Linked DNA regions of Oryctolagus cuniculus: region 1 is linked to region 2. The links are chromatin contacts, called in public Micro-C maps. All regions are on one chromosome and are shown on one strand. The core of a region is the stretch at or near the end of the contact, and the rest is flanking DNA. Distances in the headings are between cores, read along the strand shown.

What was found. Hi-C and Micro-C count contacts between places; a contact is called where the count stands out from the background.
Region 1: a Micro-C map of ear pinna shows a contact between it and region 2, with 7 times the contacts expected there. The contact joins the promoter of YLPM1 here to the promoter of ABCD4 in region 2. A contact is called at or near these places in 2 of 6 Hi-C or Micro-C datasets (ear pinna and an unstated tissue).

The regions. Positions count from the first base shown.
Region 1 is chr20:20,816,754-20,823,468 of mOryCun1.1, reverse strand. YLPM1 (YLP motif containing 1) reads right to left here and starts at 2,248. Exons shown (of 20, transcript XR_011384926.1): 1 at 1,201-2,248.
Region 2 is chr20:20,449,455-20,456,011 of mOryCun1.1, reverse strand. It overlaps ABCD4 (ATP binding cassette subfamily D member 4), which reads left to right and starts at 2,616. Exons shown (of 19, transcript XM_008272052.4): 1 at 2,616-2,773; 2 at 5,085-5,203; 3 at 5,348-5,475. The coding sequence starts at 2,736.

The DNA of each region.
Region 1 (6,715 bases), core at 999-3,498, 370 kb before region 2:
CAGTCTAGGAGTAGAGACAAGGCTATAAATGTCACATTTTGGCTTGAACGAACTCTGACAGTTTGACAACAAAGGCACTGGATAACAGAGCAACCTGGGGGAACCAACCCAGTGGGATGGTAGAGATTTGGTGTGGGCCGACAGAACCACTTACTCTACTGTTCGTAGAACAGAATCGCAAGCGTCTTCTCCTGATGCTGTGCCAAGCATCATTCACAAAGCCACTGCTCCTGTCCTCGTTTTCTAATGCCAAACACGTGAAATTCAAACCCTGCATCCCCATCTTGTGGAAAGCTTTCCTACGCAAAGCTGAGCTTGTATTTCTAAGATTTTCTTTTTTGCCTTAGCAATTGTAACATAGGTAACAGCTAGAAGCGTTATGTTAAGAAATCATAATAAATGAGTTATTCCACTTTAGCCCTACCTTCCTTTACAGAGAAATTTACTTATTTCCATGACCCTGTCAGCCGCTGCTCTGCGGGCAGAAGTTCGCAGGAAGGGCTCTCTCACTAAACTTTCCTCTACCTTGGCCAAATTCCACAGCTATTACTTTGAAGTGAGTGGCAGCAACAATTAAATGAAATAAACTGGTCAGGTCATAAAACTATCTCGCAAGTAATGGGAGAAAAGGATGTACAGGTGAATTCCCACAATGGACCAACACAGCCCTGGCAGACAGCCTCACCTATGTACTGCACGTGTAGCTCTAAGCCTATCAGGATGCTCCTGACAAGATCTCCAGCCTTGGCTTGCTGAGACCTCTTGATTCAGGAAGCTGACAGCTATCCTGGGCCCCTAAAGAATGCCGTCGTTGCTGTTTTAAAAGCAGACTGGCCATGGATTTCCATGCATTTAAGGGTCAGCCCTGTGAGGAGCTTCCTTGTGATGCTTCCTCGAAAATGGAAAGTGTAGTGAAAGCCCAACTCCAAAGCAAGGCCCTCTGCAGCGGCAACAGGACGTGTAGTTGGCTGGGCAAAGAAAATCAAGCAATAAACCTGAAAAGCAACTCTGGAGCCAGCCCACTACTCTGCGGTGTGCAGACACATCTTCCAACACTGTTCCTTTAGTAACACACCGTCCAGTCAGGCCACTCTTGGAGTGCAAATTAGCTGGTCGTTGTGTGCTGGAATCAGGCTAAGCACCGGTTAAAGCCCCCCGGGCCTGTTCGCCTAGAGCCTTGTAGGGACCAAGCCCTCTTACCTGTGGAGTCATCGTGGAGGGATCTGGCTCAGGGGCGGCTTGCTGCTGCTCAGCACTCTTGTTCTTGGCCCCGCTGTCCAGAGGCTCTTGCCGGACAGTTGTCTTAGGGCCAGCAGGGGTGGCCGGTGGCGGCGGGGGGAGCAGGCCTTTAGAATGGCCCTGGGAGGGGCGGGAGGGAGACGCCTGAGAAGAGGGCAAGTAGGACTGGGAATGGCTCAAATAGGATTGCGAGGAAGAGGAGGAGGAGGAGTAAGAAGGGGTGGGCGCCAGGTAGGGCTGGGAAGGTGGGGACTGCGACGGGGACGGCTGAGCGGGAGGCAGGTAGGGCTGAGACGAGGACGGGGGATAGTACGAGGGTGGCGGCTGAGGCGGGGGCATGTAGGATTGAGAGGGGGGCATATAGGACCCGGGCGGTACAGGGGGAGACTCAGGGGGAGAGTCCAGCTCCATCGGAACCAAACCAGGAGGCCCGTCTCGTTGGTGGTGGAGCATCTGGTGTTTGTACTGCTGCTGCTTCTGATAGCTGAGGGCCGGCCCGGGTGGCGGGGGCATCGGTGGCGGCGGCGGCTGCCAGTCTCCGTAGCCGCCCCCGGGCATCACCGGCGGGGGCGGCAGCGGGGGCGGAGGAAGGTGGTGGGGCTGGAGCACGCACTGCATTTGCTTCTGGTGCATCTGCTGCAGCTGCTGGAGCTGCGCCAGGTGCTGCTCGCGGAAGCTCATGAAGCCCGAAGAGGAAGGGGCCGCGGGAGTCGTCGAGCTCGAGTACCCGGGCCCCGGCGAGGCCTCAGGAAGCGCCACCGGAGGCGGCGGCGGGACCGGCGGCGGCAGATAGTGGCTGCTACCGCCATACCGGCCCCAATTCGGGTACATATCAAAAAAAGAGGCGCAAGGCCCGTCCTGACGCCGTTACTCGTCGCAACCGACCTCCAGGAGCCGCGGCGGCGACGGCGACAGCCGGAACTCGCGGCGCCTACAGGCCCCGGAGCGTGTAAACGGAGCGCGCCAGTGCGCCGGCGCTACCGAACTGGGCCTGCGACCGGGAAGGCGGGGACGGGACTGGACCGACTACGCCTGCGCAGGAGCAGCGAGAGGAGAACAAAGGCGAGATAGAGCGGCCCATTACTTGCTGACTCGCGATTGCCATCTTCCGTCAGGGTCCGATAATGCAGGCGCGCGTCGAATGTTCTCATAGAACCGAGGAACCATAGAGTCTCTCAGCTGAAAGGGGGACAGAGATCCTACCGCTCCACGGGTTCATTTTTGAATGAAAAAAAAAAAAAAAAAGAGGTTCCATTCACAATAGCAACAATCGCAACAACAACATAAAACACAAAACAACGAGAAACAACTCCAGTAAATATGTAGCGCTTATATGAAGAAATCTGCAGAATCTCAGACTTGAAATGATGGGTAGGTTTCCCATGGTCCTGAGTGAAAAGATGCCAGTTCTCCCCACATTAAATGGATAGACTTAGCTCAGTTCTATCCAAAAATCCAACTGGGGACAAAGTTGTGAAGAATGGAACCTATTTCGAAGGCGGAATGTAAGACTGCACCAATTCCTGCGGGCATACAATAGGAAGCATCTGCAGGTGGTGTTAAAGAGGAGAAAGAATTCTTTAGAATCCACCCACCCACCCACACACACACACACACAAATCCACGTCGGAGACCCTCAGAGCTAAAGCAAAGATAGCAGAAACCAGCCACAGCGATTGTCTAGAAAAGATTACCAGGAGATAATCTTTCAAAAATGTCCAGCATAACACTAAACAGCTCCTTCTTTGGCTTGAATGAATTATTGAGAAGCAAAGCTGATAAAATGAATTCTGGGGGACAAAAACTACAAAACAGATTTTTTAAAAAATATATTTGTTTATTTATTCGAAAGGCAGAGCAACAGAGAGAGGGCAAGACAGAGTCTTCTGTTTACTGGTTCACACCCCAAATGGCTCCAACAGCCAGGTCTGAGCCAGGCTGAAGCCAGGAGCTAGGAACTCCACCCAGGTCTCCCACAAGGGTTACAGGGGACCAACTAGTTGGTCCATCCTGCTGCCTTCCTAGTTACATTAGCAGGAAGCAGTACACGGATCAGGAAATAGAACATTACCCAACCCAGAAATCCCAGAGTTGTATTTTTAACTTTTGGATTGAAATTCTCTTCTGAAATATAAATGAATAAGTAAATGTAATTCACATAGTAATAGACTAAAGAAGAAAACCACAGTCATCTTATTAGATGTGGAAAAAGAATTTTTTTAAAGATTTATTTTATTTTACTTGAAAGTCAGAGTTACACAGAGAGAGGAGAACCAGAGAGAGAGAGAGAGAAAGAGGTCTTCCATCCGATGGTTCACTCCCCAATTGGCTGCACCGATCTGAAGCCAAGAGCCAGGAGCTTCTTCCAGGTCTCCCACGCGGGTGCAGGGGCCCAAGGACTTGGGCCATCCCCCACTGCTTTCCCAGGCCACAGCAGAGAGCTGGACAGAAAGTAGAGCAGCCAGGTCTTGAACCGGCACCCATATGGGATGTCAGCACTTCAAGTCAAGGCATTAACCTGCTGTACCACAGTGCCAGCCCCGTGGAAAAAGAATTTTATAAATTTCAAATTAGGGGCCAATACAGTGGCATAGCAGGTAAAGCCGCTGCCTGCAATGCCAGCATCCCCTGTGTGCAACAGTTTGTATTCAGGTTGCTCCACTTTAAATACAGCTCTCTGCTAATGGTCTGGAAAAAACTGGGAGATGGCCTGAGACCCTGGGCCCCTACACCCACATGGGATACGTGGATGAAGTTCCTGGCTGTTGGCTTCAGCCTGGCCCAGTCCCGGCCTTTGTGGCCGTCTTGGGAGTGAACCACTGATGGAAGATCTCTCTGTCTCTCTCCCTCACTCTCTGTAACTCTGACTTCCAAATAATCTCTTAATCTAATCAAATAATTGTATTAGCTTGAACTGACTAATCAGATAATAGTTTAAACATTTTATAAATTATAAATTTATAAATAAATTATAAATACAAATATTTAAACATTTTTCAAATTAAAACTTAATTTGAAACTTAATTTAAACGTTAGCAAGCCAGAAATACAGGGAACCTGCTTAATCTGATAAAGAATATCTACTAAAAAACTATGGCAAAGGTCATGCTTATGGGTGAAAAGTTGAATATTTTCCCATGAAGATCAAGAACAAGCATCCACTACTATCACCTCTGTTAAGAGTTGAATTTTGTCTCTCCAGAAAGATATGTTGATTATTCTAACGCTCAGTACCTCAGAATGTGGCGTTATTTGCAAATAGGATAGGTACAGAAGTAATTAGTCAAAATAAGGTCATACTTGAAAAGTATGGGCCCCAATCCAATATAACTCATGTTCTTATCATAGAGTAGCCATGTGAAGACACAGAGACACACAGGGAGAACACCATGGGATGATGAGGGCGGAGACCGGAGCTGACCACTGCACAATAAAGCCGGAGATTGCCAGAACGCAACCAACAGGTCAGAGAAACCGGGGAGGAGTCCCCTCCAGGTCTCAGAGGGACCGCGGTCCCGTCAGCACCGCAGCTTGGTGTTTATTGTACAGTGATTTTACATACAGTTCAAATAGTGGCAAAACAAAATTATTGTTTTTTAGAGACTTTATTTTTTAGAAGGCGTGGGGGGGGGGGGGGAGATGCACTGCTTCACTCCCTAAATGGCTGCAATGGCTGGGGCTCAGTTAGGCTGAGGCCAGGAGCCAGGAGCTTATTCCTGGCCTCCAACATGGGTTCAGGGGCCCAGTCACTTGGGCTATCCTCTGCTGCTCTCCCAGGCACACTGAACATGGAGCTGGATGGGAAGTGGAACAGCCAGGACTTGAACCAGCACCCTCATGGATGCCGGCAGTGCAGGCAAAGGCTTAACCTTCTATGCCATGGAGCTGGCCCCAGCAAAATAAAATGACAACAGAAGTGAGGGTGGTGATTTCCTTTGGGGAGAAGGAAGAAGGGTAGTGACTGGGAGGAGCACCAGTGGTTTCTGAGGTTTACTTAATTTTCAAAAACCACAGCGAACTTCATTATATGGCGTCCCTGTCTCCAGAACACTAAGAGGAGCCTCACTGGATAGTGCTCTCCTCCTGACACCTTAGCAACATTCACTCCACATCACAAGACCAACCAGGTCCATTTTTAGAGGCTCATTTCACTCATCTACATTGCAAAAAGTAATAAACAATAAGACTGAAAATGAACGAAGGGATAATTTGGAGCACAAATCACACCGAAGGGTTTGTGCAGAAGATCCCAGAGGCGGCCAGCTGTTCGTTGTCAGTGCCACTAACAGGAGAAGATGTAGATCATTGAAATTCTCAGGATAAGGTGTATGTCCCAGCTGCATTTCCTTCCTGCTGGGTCTCAGCCTAGGTTCAGGAGCAGGAGGTAGCATTTGATTGACTAGCTGGTGTAAGGGTATATTTGATGGGCTGACGACTTGCATGACATTTTGTAGAATAAAAACCCCTGCTAGGGGCCAGCGTTGTGGTGCAGAGGGTTAAGCCACTGCCTCCTATTCCAGCATCCCATATGAGCTCCTGTTCCTATCCTGGCTGCTCTGCTGCCAATCCAGCTCCCTGCTAATGTGCCTGGGAAAGCAGCAGCAGATGTACCAAGTGCTTGAGCCCCTGCACCCACGTGGGAGATCCATATGGTATTCCTGGCTCCAGGCTCCTGGCTCCTGGCTTCAGCCTGGCCTAGCCCTGGCCGTTGCTGTCATTGGGGGAATGAACCAGGGGATAGAAGATTCTCTCTCTCTCTCTCTCTCTCTCTCTCTCTCTCTCTCTGTAACTCTGGCTTTCAAATAATAAATAGATAAGTCTCAAAAAAAAAATCCCATAAAGCTCTTGCCATTTATACTGTTGTGAACAATAGGATCCACAGGCGGATTATCTGCTATGGGGCCTGTGTGCCTTGGGCAGGCTTTTCACCAGGATTCTGAATGAGTAGTGTTTAGATTCCCAGAAACCTGGCTAGATGTGAGCTTCTTCCTCTTCCTCTCCATGGAGCTGTGTTCCCATCTTATCCTAGAAAAGCTGTAAGTAACCTGGATTGCCAAGTAGTCAGTCCTTCTAACCATTCCCAATGGATCTGCACAGTTTAGGAAAGCCTGGATGTTGGCCATATCAACAGCTGAAACTTAAAGAAAAATGGTGGGGGAGGGTGCCGTGGCTCACTTGGTTGATCCTCCGCCTGCGGTGCCAGCATCCCATATGGTCGCTGGGTTCTAGTCCCGGCTGCTCCTCTTCCAGTCCAGCTCTCTGCTGTGGGCTGGGAAGGCAGTGGAGGATGGCCCAAGTGCTTGAGCCCTGCACCCACATGGGAGACCAGGAGGAAGCACCTGGATCCTGGCTTTGGATCAGTGCAGCGCCGGGCGTAGCAGCCGTTTGGGGGGTGAACCAACGAAAGGAAGACCTTTCCCTCTGTCTTTCTCTCTCTCACCGTCTATACTTCTACCTGTCAAATAAAAAAAATTAA
Region 2 (6,557 bases), core at 1,367-3,866:
CAAGGAGGCTCCAGGCAGACAGGTGAGACGTGGGTGTCGTCGCGCGCTCCGCATGGAGCTGACACTTCATGAGGACTGAAGGCGGGGAGGAGGGAAGGTGGGGAGGTGCACCACGTTCAAAGCTGGGGTTCTGGGAGCCTGCTGCTTGAACTTCTCTTTGAGTCCTGTAGTCGGTTGATAGGCATTTCATTCACTTAACACTTAATGTTTTTAAAGATTCATTTATTTTTATTTGAAAGGCAGAGTTACAGAAAGAGAGGGAGAGACAGAGATGAGGAGAGAGAAAAAGAAAGAATGAGAGAGAGGGAGAAAGAGAGAGGATATATATAGAGAGAGGTTTTCCTTCCATGGTTTGCTCCCCAAATGACCACAATAACAGGGGCTGGGCCAGGTCAAAGCCAGGAGCCAGGAACCTCCTCTGTCTCCCATGTGGTGGCAGGGCCCAAAGACTTGGCCGTCTTCCACTGCTTTCCCAGGCCACCAGCACAGAGTTAGATCCGAAGTGGAGCAGCCAGGACTGGAACCAGTGCCTATATGGGATGCCTGCGTCACAAGCAATGGCTTTACCTGCTATGCCACCATGTCAGCCCTTCAACACTTTAAAATGTTATTGAGCATTTCCTACACACTAGCAGTGTTCTAGGTACTGGGGAATTAGCAGACAGTAGGCAGAGTCCCTGCTCTGATAAAGTTTTTTTTTTTTTTTTAAGATTTATTTATTTATTCAAAAGGTATATTTACAGAGAGAGGCAGAGAGAGAGAGAGAGGTCTTCCATCTGCTGGTTCACTTCCCAGATGGCCACAATGGCCAGAGCTGTGCTGATTCAAAGCCAGGAGCCAGGAGCTTCTTCCCGGTCTCCCACCCGGATGCAGGGGCCCAAGGACTTGGACCATCTTCCACTGCTTTCCCAGCCAATATCAGAGAGCTGAATTAGAAGTGGAGCAGCTGGGACTCGAACCGGTGCCTGTATGGCAGGCCTACACTGTAGGCGGCAGCTTTATCTGCTATGCCACAGTGCTGGCCCCATAAAGTTTATTCTGATAGGGGAAGATACACAATAAATAAGGAAACAAGACCATTTTAGATCACAACAAGCATGAATATAAAAGGGTAACGCATGAGGGAATGAGGGGGTAGGACCACATATTCCAGGTAGGGGGTACACGGGGCGTCTCAGCTGCTGATGAGCAAGCACCAGCAGTGGGAAGCTCCAGGCCTGGGGGCAGCGTGATCCAGCAGAGGCAGCTGCAAGGACCCTGAGGCTGAAACACAGTGGCCCTTCATTGAGCAGAAATGAGCAAGTGGCCCACACGACGGCCTGGGCTAACCGCCCAGTGAGGCTGCTTCCCACAGCTGAGTGCTGATTAGAGTCTCAGTTACTTAGGCTCCAGTCAGGACTCCCGCTAATGGACCTGGGAAGGCAGCTGATGGTGGCCCAAGTGCCTGGGTCCCTGTCACCCACGTGGGAGATGATGAAGTCCAGGTTCCTGGCTTCAGTCCTGGTTATTGTGGCCATGTAGAGTGAACCAATGGAAGGAAGACATGTGTGTGTGTGTGTGTGTGTGTGTGTGTGTCTCCCTCTCCCTCTGTCATTCTGCCTTTGAAATAAATAAATCTTGAAATAAAACCCAGTGGGCCAGTGCCATGGCTCACTAGGCTAATCCTCCACCTGCAGTGCTGGCATCCCATATGGGCACCAGGTTCTAGTCCCGGTTGCTCCTCTACCAGTCCAGCTCTCTGCTATGGCCCCAGAGGGCAGCGGAGGATGGCCTAGGTGCTTGAGCCCCTGCACCTGCATGGGAGACCAGGAAGAAGCTCCTGGCTCCTGGCTTTGGATCGGTGCAGTGCTGGCTGAGGCAAGGCAGCCATTTGGGGAATGAACCAACGGAAGGAAGACCTTTCTCTCTCACTGTCTAACTCTGTCAAATAAATAAAAGAAAAAAAAAAAAAGAAACAAAACCCAGCTAGAAGGAACAATGATGTTCAGATTTTATTTCCACTGCAATTGGAAACTTGATCTGTTTTTTCTTTTTCTTTTTAAAAATTTATTTATTTTATTTGAAAGGCAGAGTTACAGAGAGACAGGGGCAGAAGCAGAGAGAGGGAGAGAGGTCTTCCATCTGCTGGTTCACTCCCCAATTGGCTGCAATGGCCAGAGTTGTGCTGATCCAAAGCCAGGAGCCAGGAGCTTCCTCCGGGTCTCCCACATGGGTGCCGGGGCCCAAGCACTTGGGCCATCTTCTACTGTTTTTCCAGGCCACAGCAGAGAGCTGGATCATTAGAGGAGCAACAGGGATTCGAACATCCCATATGGGATGTCGCCACTGCAGGCAGCTGCCTTACCCGCTATGCCACAGCGCCGGCCCTTGATCAGTGTTTTTTTAAAGATCGCGCTGGCTTCTCTGGAGCAATGTGTGAAACATCTACTAGATTAAAAATCTAAAATTCTTGTAAAAAAAAAAGTTACATAGCCAGGGGCCGGTTGTCCAAGGGGAAACCTTCCAGGTCCAGAAGGGGGCGCTCTAGCCGTCGGGTTGGCCTAATCCACCCTGGGCTCTCTTTGGTAGGTTTCGGAGAGGTCGGTCGCTTCCGGGAGCGATGCGTCCTCTCTATCCGCCGCCGTCTCTGTGGTCGCCGGGGCCCCGCCCCTCCCGGGCCGGCCGCGAGCGCCTCGGACTCTGCCCGGAGCCGACCCGGGGACCGCAGTGATCGCTCGCTAGTAGGACTCGGGGTCATGGCGGTCCCGGGGCCCGCGCCTGGAGCCGGCGCCAGGTGAGCAGGCGGCTGGGAGGCGAGCTGGGTCTGGGGCGTCCTGCCCGGGGATGTGGCGGCGGACGCGCCCGCTCCGCCGCGCTGAGCCCCCTTCCCGGCTCAGGTGGCCGCGCAGGGCGCCCGCCCTCCTGTGGGATCCGGGGCTGCACTGCCCCGCTGCTGCCCCTCAGCCTTGGCGCGGAGTCCGTCGCCGCCTGCTCCCTGCTTGTGGGCTCTCGCCTTCGCAACTGGCATTCTCTGGGTGCGCAGGACTGATGGTGCCAACCCCTCCTTTTATGATCGTCCTTGCGGTTCTGTCCCCTTCTCTCCCCTTCTCAGACACCCACCGCCGTGCTGTGGTGAGGGAGGGTTTTTACAGTCACCTTTAAAAGTTACCCTAAAAACAGTGACTTTGAATTTATAGAAATGGTAATATGCTGTGATTAAAAAAATTTACCTCCAGTTTTTTGTTTTTTTTTTTTTTTTTTTTTTTTTTTTTTTTTTTAAGATTTATATATTTATTTCCAAGGTAGAGTTACAGAGAGAGAGAATCTTTCGTCTGCTGGTTCACTCCCCAAATGGCGGCAGTGGCCGGAGCTGGGCCAGGCGGAAGCCAGGAGTCAGGAGCTTCACCCAGGTCTCCTACTCAGGCCATCTTGCGCTGCTTTCCCAAGTGCATCAGCAGGGAACTGGATTGAAAGTGGAGCAGCCTGCGGTGAAGCCGCCGCCTGCAGTGCCAGCATCCCACATGGGCACCGGTTCGAGACCTGGCTGCTCCACTTCCGATCCAGCTCTCTGCCATGGCCTGGGAAATCAGTAGAAGATGGCGTGCACCTGTCCTGCACCTGTGTGGGAAGACCTGGAGGAAGTTTCTGGCAACTGGGACTCGAACCTGTGCCCATATGGGTGCCGGCCCCCACGTTGTGTATTTGAGGTCATCCTGTGCTGTGGGGCACTCTGGTTCTCACTTGTGGGTGCTGTGTGGTGCCACTCTATGTGCATAGACCTCTTCCTTCCTCCCTCCCTCCCTCCTTCCATTACAGAGAGAGAGAGTCTTCCATCCACTGGTTCACTCCCCAAATGGCCGTAATAGCTGGAGCTGAGCTGATCCAAAGCCAGGAGCCAGGAGCTTCTTCTGGGTCTTCCACAGGAGTGCTTGAGCCATCTTCTACTGCTTTCCCAGGCCGTAGTAGAGAGCTGGATGGAAGTGGAGCAGCCGGGACTTGAACCAGCGCCCACATGGGATGCCGGTGCTGCAGGCCGGGACTTTAACCCTCTGCGCCCCATAGACCTAGGTTGTTTCCAGCTTTTCGCCACCACAGACCGCAGTTCAGGAGCATTCTGGCAGGTGTGTCCCCATGGTCACCTCTGATCTGCTGGGTTGTTCCCTGGAGCACTTACACCCGTTTGTACATCCCAGCAGAAGGTTCCAGTTGCCCGTATCATTTGGGCTTGTCTGGTCTGGAGAGTGCCGATCTCGTGGCTGCAAGGTGGTCTCCCCCTGTGTTCACGTTCCCGTGTCGGTTAGCCATCTGCTTTTCCTCTTTGTGAATCGCCTGTTTATATCCTTTCTCGGCTTCCTGGTATGCAGGAACAGGTTGTGTGCTGTGGATTCAGTTTGTGTTGCTTTTACACTGCACGTAGCTGCTCCAGCTCTTTAAGACACTGTGTTGAACAAAACTATTTAATCATAATGAAATTAAATCCATCAGTTTTGCCTTTATTATTTGTGGATCGGGGATCCGATTGGAGGACTACTTTCTCACCTCGGTATCATTTGGGTATCTCCATTCAGATATTCTCCTGGCTGGAGCCATGGCTCAATAGGCTAATCCTCTGCCTGCGGCACCAGCACCCTGGGTTCTAGTCCCGGTTGGGGCACCGGATTCTGTCCCGGTTGCTCCTCTTCCAGTCCAGCTCTCTGCAGTGGAGGATGGCCCAAGTCCTTGGGTCCTGCACCTGCATGGGAGACCAGGAGAAGCACCTGGCTCCTGGCTTTGAATCAGCGTGGTGCACTGGCTGCAGCGCACCGGCCGCAGCAGCCATTGGGTGAACCAATGGAAAAGGAAGGCCTTTCTCTCTGTCTCTCTCTCTCTCACTGTCTGCCTGTCAAAAAAAAAAAAAAAAAAAAAAAAAAAAAAAAGATATTCTCCTGCATTTCCTTGTGTTAATAATGTTACATCTCCCCCACCCTTCCCCCTGCCATTATCAGTATCTGGAAACCCGGTTTCTGCATGGCCCAGCCCCTCTGCAGGACGGTGCAGGGAGGCCTAACAGCAGCTCCCTGAGGCCTCACTGCCCGCCTGGCCGTCCCTCTGCCTCTCTGCTTCAGGCCCAGGTTAGATCTGCAGTTTCTGCAGCGGTTCCTGAGGATACAGAAGGTTCTGTTTCCCTCGTGGTCAGCGCAGAACGTCCTGATGTTCCTGACCCTCTTATGTGTGGCCCTGCTGGGTGAGTGAATGCGGCCGGGGAGGGGGACGGAGGTAGCGCCCTGGTTCTGGGTCCCCCTCCGCCTCTCTAGCGTGTGGGTGAGTGGGAGGGGAGTCTTCTTATTAACCCCTACCACGGACTTCTGACTCCTCGCCCTTGCCCTAGAACAACTGGTCATCTACCAGGTTGGCCTGATCCCCAGTCAGTACTACGGGGTCCTGGGGAGCAAAGACTTGGATGGGTTCAAGGCCCTGACGTTCCTGGCTGTGGTGCTCATCGTTGTCAACTCCTCGGTAAGGCTCCCCCTCCGGTCCAGTGCCGGTGGAGTGCCCAGACCTCCTCCAGGAAGCAGGAGGCAAGCCGCGAGGCTGTGTCCCCTCCCCTTTCTGGGAACTAGGAGGATGCTGGTTGCCCTGGGGGATTGGAGCCTAGACAGGGCATTGATCTTCCTGTTGGCACACTCTGGACCATTCTCTCCCGTGTTTCCATCTCCCAGGGCTGGACCACGAGGTTTGGATTGAATTCAGCATTTAGTGGAAATGGGCATTGTCTGTTTCATTCCCAGACCTCCTGCTTTAGGGAGCTCAGAACACTTTTTTTTTTTTTTTTAATATTTATTTATTTATTCGAAAGGCAGAGTTACAGAGAAGCAGAGAGAGAGAGGTCTTCCATTCTCTGGTTCTCTCCCCAAATGGCCACAATGGCCAGAGCTGGGCTGATCCGAAATCAGGAGCCAGGAACTTCTTCCAGGTCTCCCATGCGAATGTAGGGGCCCAAGGACTTGGGCCATCTTCTGCTTTCCCAGGCCACAGCAGAGAGCTGGGTGGGAAGAGGAGCAGCCAGCCGGTACTAGAACTGGCGCCCATATGGGATGCTGGTGCTTCATTCCAGGGCTTTAACCCGCTGCACCACAGCGCCAGCCCCCCCACCCTTTGTTCAGTTGGCTAAAGCCTTCTCATTTTTCTTTCTTTTTAGTTTACTAAGATTTATTTATTTGAAAGGCAGAGTTACAGAGAGAGAGAAAATCTTCCATCCACTGCTTTATTCCCCAAATGGCCACAACGTCGAAAACGCTGAGGAAGGAACTGCAACTGGGTCTATCACGTGGATGGTAGGGGCCCAAGTCCTTGGCCCCTCTTTGGCTGCTTTCCCACAGTAGCAAGGAGCTGGGTCAGAAACAGAGCAGCTAGGACTAGAACCAGTGCTCAGATGGGATGCTGGCGTCATAGGCGGCTGCTTAACCCACTGCGCCTCAATGCCCGCGCCCTGCTCGGGTCTCAGTAGACCTCCATCGTCACCTCTTCAAGTCCTCAACTTTCCCCTGTTTCCCTCCGCCACGCCGTCCCTCTCTGTACCCGAGTGTCCTCTGCCGTAG